2 separate regions of the Capra hircus genome follow, and region 1 is linked to region 2. Evidence: chromatin contacts called from public Hi-C data. All regions are on one chromosome and are shown on one strand. Each heading gives the region's core, a stretch centred on a gene start, on an enhancer-like site or on the middle of the called end of the contact. The rest is flanking DNA. Distances are from core to core; before and after follow the strand shown.

Region 1 (3,263 bases), core at 283-2,782, 46 kb after region 2:
CATCTCTAAACGGGAGGGGCTGGAGCTGAGAGGCTCCATCTCTAAAGTGGAACGGTTCCATAAGATGTATGGGAGAACTGTGCCAGCTACACCGTTTGTTTATTTTTCATTCCATATTTACTATCTGCCTACCAGGAACCAGGCACCATGACACAGCCGTAAAAACATTCTATGCACCCTCCTCATGGAGCTTACAATACAGGCTGTTCAAAGAAACAGACAGATGTGTACCCAGTTCTACAATCATCAGCACGACAAGTGCTCTGACAGGAACATAAAGAGGGGAACTAATTAGGTTGGAAGGACTCAGAGAAGACACGCAAGCCAAGACCTGAATGTTCTGCTTTGTTTTGTTTTTAAAGTCAAACCAAAAAGATGTGGAAAGGAATTGCAATCAAAGGGAGCACAAAAGCAAAGATGTGACAATAATTTCTTGGGCAATGGAGGAGAGAGAGAAGTAAAGGGCAATCTAACAGCAGTGTGAAATAAAGAGAATCAAGACTAGCAGTGGGGAGGATGGTTAGGGGGAGGGAAATGAGAGGTCAGGCTGTTGATAATCTCCGAAGATCATACAGAACTGTAAATGTTTTATTCTTATTCAAATATATGCATGTGCCATGAATAAACCTGATAAATATTAGTCTAAGATGTACTTTACTATACTTACAAATAGAGGATACAGTTGCAAAAATTTTACAAAAATGTCCATTCACTTCCATTTTCCATGGTTAATTGTACACACTTGTTCTTTCAGTAAATATTTATGGAGTATGCGATATACACATGCTAGGTGCTGGGGAAGAAGGGGAGACACAGAGAGTAAGCAAATGAACCACCAAAGCAGGCCAGAGAACCAGGCTGCTTTTCCTTCTGTCCGAGATCTACTGAGATTCTCTACCCTCTGAAGCATGATAGCGGCAATGTGACGGGAGGCTGAGAGCTTTGCACTTAGAACCAGACAGATCTTTGTTCAAACTCTGGCTTTTACCACCTACCACCAGTCTGGCTTTGAGTAAGTCACTTAACGTCTCTGAGCTTTCATCCCTCCTGAAAATGGGGATTACATCACCAAATTCATATGGTTTTAGGGTGAATTTAGTGAGACAATCAATCAACAATCAGTATGCCACAGGCACAGAAAATGTTAAATGGTTCTTTTCACTGTTGTTCAACTTCAGTCTTCCACTTTTAGGGCAGCCCACGATCTCCCATTAAAGAGACAAAATTACTCTGAGCAGAAAATAGGGAGAACAAGGTATAAAAATCTGTTTAACTAAATTCACATTTTAGTGAATTCACAACTGTTTTCTTACAAAGATGTTGTGCTTGGAAGTGACATTCCTTTAGGAATTCCTTTAGGATTTCTCAAACTTAATATCTGCCTACATTACATGACCGAGTAAATTAAATGAAAGCTATCACCCAAAAAAGGGAGCCAGTCACAATCTCCCCTGGGATCCCTTCGTTTGGACTCTGACTAACACTGAGTCATGCAAAGATAGAGACAACGAAGAGCACGGATAAGCAGTCGGCACGCCGCTGGGGAGCAGGCTGACCGGGGCCATGAGCGCCGCTTTCTGAAGCAGAAAGGCCAAGACAGAAGAGTTTTCTAACTGCATGTGCCTTTGAGCGATGACGCCTTGAGGTGAAAGGCACACATGCTTCTCAAGGGAAAAAATAAGAGGCTGCAACCTTCCTACAATCACATACTCAAAAATGTTTTAACCATCTTTTTAAAAATGTTTAGTTTTTACAAATGACTTTGTACGACACAAAAAGAAACTGTCTTCCCTTGGGACCCCAGACTGTAAGGCCCAAAGGATTTTATTTAAATCTTCCTCCTTAAATTTCCCTCTTCAGTGAAACCAGGCAGTGATACTTCAGCCCAAACAGAAGAATTTCAAGTACCGTTTACATTTTTTTTTAAACGGAAGTAAAAGTCTACATTTATAAACAGAAAGAGTACCGCACTTTTATGCCTCTTTCTCTCTTTAGTGGTTTACAGTCTTCTTTATACAGACAGTGCTCTGGAGCTAACTGTCACCCTTCCAGGGAACCCTGGGATCTTTCTGCCCGCCTCATGCTACAGAGGACCCTCTTTCTGCAGCTAGTTTCCTCCAGGCTCCTCCTGTCATTAGGGCACAGGGAAGGCAGCAGCTAGAGAAGCTTCCGAACCACTGACATCCCCACCGTGCTCCGTTCAGCTTCAAAGTCTCCAGGTTGCGCTGTGTATCAGCAACACGAGCCTAAAGAAACCACAAAGGCAGGTTCTTCCCTTTAGGTAGTGGGGTGCTGAGCCAATGAGGCAAGGAATCCAAGAGTCTCTGCTAGCCTATCACATACTACCATCTGCTCTTCCTCAGCAGCCCAGATGCCACCAGCCAAACAAGCTGCCCATATTATAAACTGGCGGGCACAGTTCCACGGGAAAACCTATTACCCGATGTCAAACTACATTTCTGCTGGCTCTTTCTCATTACTTCATTGTCTTTGATTCTTATCATATGTCTCTGATTCTTCATATTTTTCAAAGTCAAAAGCTGCTAGAACTCCTCAAGCACAAAGTTATCTCCCTTCACTTTTCTCCACTGAAGCAAGAGTATACTGCATGTTAATTCTTCTGCAATTCCAGACATTTTCCCTGGAATTCAGGGTGCTCGGTGGCCACTCACTCACCAGGGTGACATGTTTTCTGTCACAGACGTCAATTCTCTAGTCGATACAGACACACATGAGGCCCAATCTGAGGACAGTACACACGGGGCGGCCACTGAACTACACGGTGTCTGTGACGTGCTAGCTGGAAGAAGCTTTAGCCCTCTAAGATGCTGAGTTTATTTATTTATTTACTGCCATCCCCTGTAACATGCAGGATCTTAGTCCCCTGCCTAGGGATCAAATTCATGCCCCCTGCATTATGAGCTCAGAGTCTAAACCAGTGGATCACCAGGAAGAACCCTAAGATAGTGAGTTTATTGAACTCCTTATATTCAGAGAGTCAATTCCAATTTGCAATGCTTCATAATTTTAAAAAGACTAGAGTCCATCAAACATCTTAACCTGAGACTGATATTATTCAATGATCAAAAAAAAATTTATCAAGACTCTACTGCAAAGAAAGTATCAACACTTCCTAGGATATTTAAAAAGAAATAAACTCAGGTTGCAGAGACCCACTGAAAAGATTCAGTTAAATTTAGATAAGAACAATTAACAAAGTGATGGAATTCCAGTTGAGCTATTTCAAATCCTAAATGATGATG
Region 2 (3,430 bases), core at 379-2,878:
GCCACTCAGCAAGCCTTCCCGTGGCCGGTGTTTACGTCCTAACAGCCACCAAAGGCCAAGTGGAATCCAAGCGTGGAAAATACCAGCGGTCTCCAAACCCAGAGGAGGCTGGCACCCATGACACACCCTTGGATGTACCAGAGGAAGACACTCCTTCTGATCATGGTCTAATCCTTCAGGCTGCCAGACACTGGGGTGGGACGAAGCGGAAAGGCAGAGCTTTCTGTTTGGAACTGTGAGGCCGGGGCGGACCCTGGGGACCACGCCAGACTGGAGGGAAGATGGCGGCAGCACAATGGGCTCTGATGGGGCTCATGGTGAGGGTCCCTGGAAGAAAGATGCCTTACCCTGGCCCGCTCCAAGCTCCTTCTCTGCTCATGAAACGCAGCTGGACTTTTCAAAGCTGTTGGGAGAAGAACCGTACAATAATTACATCAGAGTGAAGCATCAGGCCTGCTGCTATAGCTCACAGTGGAGAGGCGTCTTGATTCAGGTTCACTTCAGCAGCACTGTTCACGTCGGCTGACGGGAAGGAGAAAGTGGCACCTGAGTAAGCACGCTTCTTTACGGCTCAGCTGCCCCATCACTACAATCCTGGTGATTCCATTCTCATGGGGAATGGCCACTGCTAAGGTGCACCCACGGAACATAGCCCTAACACAACCCTTACGGAGCTGCCAGCCCTGGAAGACGGGGACACAGAGTATGCCTGCAAGCCAGGCGCCCCCACTGTCCTCCTTCAGCCTCATCAGGGATCACCACACGACCAAACGTTGTGACTGAGGCAGCCCAACCAAAAGGACGTACATCTACTCGGTGCCGTGTCCTTCCTCGGTTCAGCTGGTGGTAACAGTGCTGCTAAAATTAACTTGCATTGAAAATCATGCATTAACTTGCATGAAATCATCTTGAAGGACTAAGACCTTCACCGGGCTTGTGTGGCTGACTGCAGTGCTCACAACCAGCGGCTGACCAGGAGGCCCCCCTGGAGCCCCGTCAGGGACCCGGCTCTATTCTGGGGCAACCGCCCCACGGGCCACAGCTCGCCACTCGGCAAAGCATGCTGGGGGCAGGGAGACCGGAGTCGGACCCTCTACAAATGCAGCGCTGCGAAGCCAGTTCAGCAAATGATGAGTGGGGATATCCTGAGCTTGAACAGGGCACGGCTGGCCTGGCTCACTTCAAGAAATTCACCAGACGGGGGTCAGTTTCAGTTCTGCTGCCCCAGGTTTCAGAGCAGCTGTGAGACGGTGTGGGGGGGCTGCCGGCTGTGGTGCGGGAGCAGGGTGAGGAGACGCTACAGGTAGCCAGGGCACAGACTTGACCCCATCCTGCTGGGGCCCCCCCCACCCCACACCCGCCTTCCCCCCGCCCCGCCCTTCCCCCCCGCCGGGCCGCAACTGCAGCCGAACCAGAAGGAAGTGCCAAACGTCCCCGCAGTCGTTTGTTTGTTTTTTTTTTTAAGTTTTTAAATCTTAGGATATAAAAGAAACCATCATTTTTGAAAGGTCAGCTGAGAGTACCCCACCTCCTAAACAGCAGGGGGCGCTCTAGGTTTATAACAACCGATCACTAAGGAAAAGCAGCGCACAGGCTCCCTCGCCAAGCTCGCAGAGCCCGCCCAGCTCCGGTCTGAAGCTCCGGGCATCTCTGCGGGCCACCAGGCCAGCCTGCATCTGCTTCCGCTGAGTACAGCTGGCGCAAGTCCAGCATCAGCCTCCGAGAGCCCTGCTGGGAGTGGGGTGACAGACAGCCGTGCTCTTGCAGAGGACGGTAAGGACCAAGAAGCAGAGGGAAACTCAGTGTCCGCCGCCCCGCCCCCGGCTGCCCTTCTGCCTTCTTCTCCACAGCTCATCGCCGTCTGACACTCCGGAGAGTCTCAGCAGTATCTTTCTAACTTACTGCCAGCCAGTTCCCTCGGGCACGGCAGGGGCCCGTGTCCTCCTTTCCTCTCTGATGGTAACCCCGGCGCCGCCGAGGGCACCCAGCGCATGGCTCATTCGGTGGTCTGCTGGCTATTCCACGTGGAATGGACACAGTTGCGCCCTGGAGGACTCTATGAGCTCTGAACTTCCCCTTGAGCAGCCAGGATTAAGCTCTCATCTGGGTTCGAAACCTCGCAGGGGTCCCCAACAGAAAATGAGGACGTCCGTGTTCCTGTCGCTGCTGGCGTGACGGGGGGATCGCCTGCGCTCTGGCTCTCATCTTCTGCAGAGTGGACTCCGCCCACTTCCGAATCCCCATGTCGAGCGACAGCGCTCTGGGGCCCGGGGCGCCCTCACCACCGCGGGTAGGGTGCTGCTGGCATCCTGCACGGTGATCCGGCTGGGCCCTGGGTTAGATCCCCACAGGGGCTAGCGAGTTTCTGCACCAGTCTTGGTGCCGGCCGCGCCAGAGCCTACTCTGCTGCCCCGGGCAGGCACACACCCAGCCTCTGGAGCGCCAGCTCACGCTGCGCACACTTTCCTGACCGCAAAGGCCTGTGTTGCCCTCAGGCCCTCCACATGTGCGGTAGGGAGTGGGGACGCGCGCCAGGGGCAGCTGACTTCCTGTGCGGCTCCATTTTCATGCCAGCGAGGTGCTGTGGCGTGCCATTCTGGACACTCTGAAGTGCTGTCCAGTCGAATGTTCCCAGTGACTCCACGTGGCGTGCAGTGCCGTTTGACAGCCGTGGGCAGGCTCAGAAACGGGAGGAAAGGCAGCGAGTGGCAGAGTAAGGTCCTTAACCTCATCCTCTCTCACCCTCAGGCCGGCGTTCTTTCTCTCCTCTGGGCTGGTTGCTTAATTTCTTCAGAAGGTGGAGAAGGATGGCCCCACTGGATGTGGAGGCAGGGAGGCTGAGAAACAGGGCAGAGGGCAGGCGGTGTGGCAAGGCCGGCTTGACCACCATGCTGAGCACAAACCGCTGGGAGGGAGGCTCAGAGGAGGGCTGCAGTGACTGCAGGTCACAGAGCCACGGTCAGAAAGATGAGCTCACATGAGGCTGAAGGTGCAGCCTCCAGCACTGATACCAGGAGGTGAGCCAGGAGGGCAATGAGAAGACCAGAGTAGCTTCTCAGTTCCTCAGAGCTTGAGCAAAAGAACCAGAAATGAAGACCCCCGCAAAAAATTCACACAATGATCACTGATCCCCAAAGATAGCTTCATTTTATAACATTAGAATCTCATTGAATCTTAACAACCACAAGGCAGGTACCACTCTTCCAATCTACCCATGAGGAAACTAACACTGCAGAGACCTGTGAGGCCTTTCACCGGGTAGTGGACTCCAACCCAGGTGACAGGTGAGTAGGACTCTGTCAGCCCCTGAAGAGCCCACTCTGCGCTCCCCATGTCTAATTCTGCTGAGAGCAAGTTCAGTGAATTCGAGAGCCACTTCCAGGAAGGCAAAGGAGGATGGGGCGATGGCCCCTCTCGTCAGGACTCCTAG

What was found. Hi-C and Micro-C count contacts between places; a contact is called where the count stands out from the background.
Region 1: a contact with region 2 is called in a Hi-C map of blood, with 1.8 times the contacts expected there. The contact joins two enhancer-like sites. A contact is called at or near these places in 2 of 5 Hi-C or Micro-C datasets (both in blood).

Annotation. Positions count from the first base shown.
Region 1 is chr5:110,716,364-110,719,626 of ARS1.2, forward strand. All of the region lies in intron 1 of MKL1 (MKL/myocardin-like protein 1), which reads right to left. Among named protein-coding and RNA genes, the nearest start is that of MKL1, 40 kb to the right of the region's middle. Within about 2 kb of position 1,533, at least 1 of the 5 cell types and tissues checked has an H3K27ac peak or open chromatin away from gene starts, as enhancers often do.
Region 2 is chr5:110,669,958-110,673,387 of ARS1.2, forward strand. It overlaps MKL1 (MKL/myocardin-like protein 1), which reads right to left. Exons shown (of 14, transcript XM_018048804.1): 3 at 348-403. Among named protein-coding and RNA genes, the nearest start is that of SGSM3, 53 kb to the left of the region's middle. Within about 2 kb of position 1,629, at least 3 of the 5 cell types and tissues checked have an H3K27ac peak or open chromatin away from gene starts, as enhancers often do.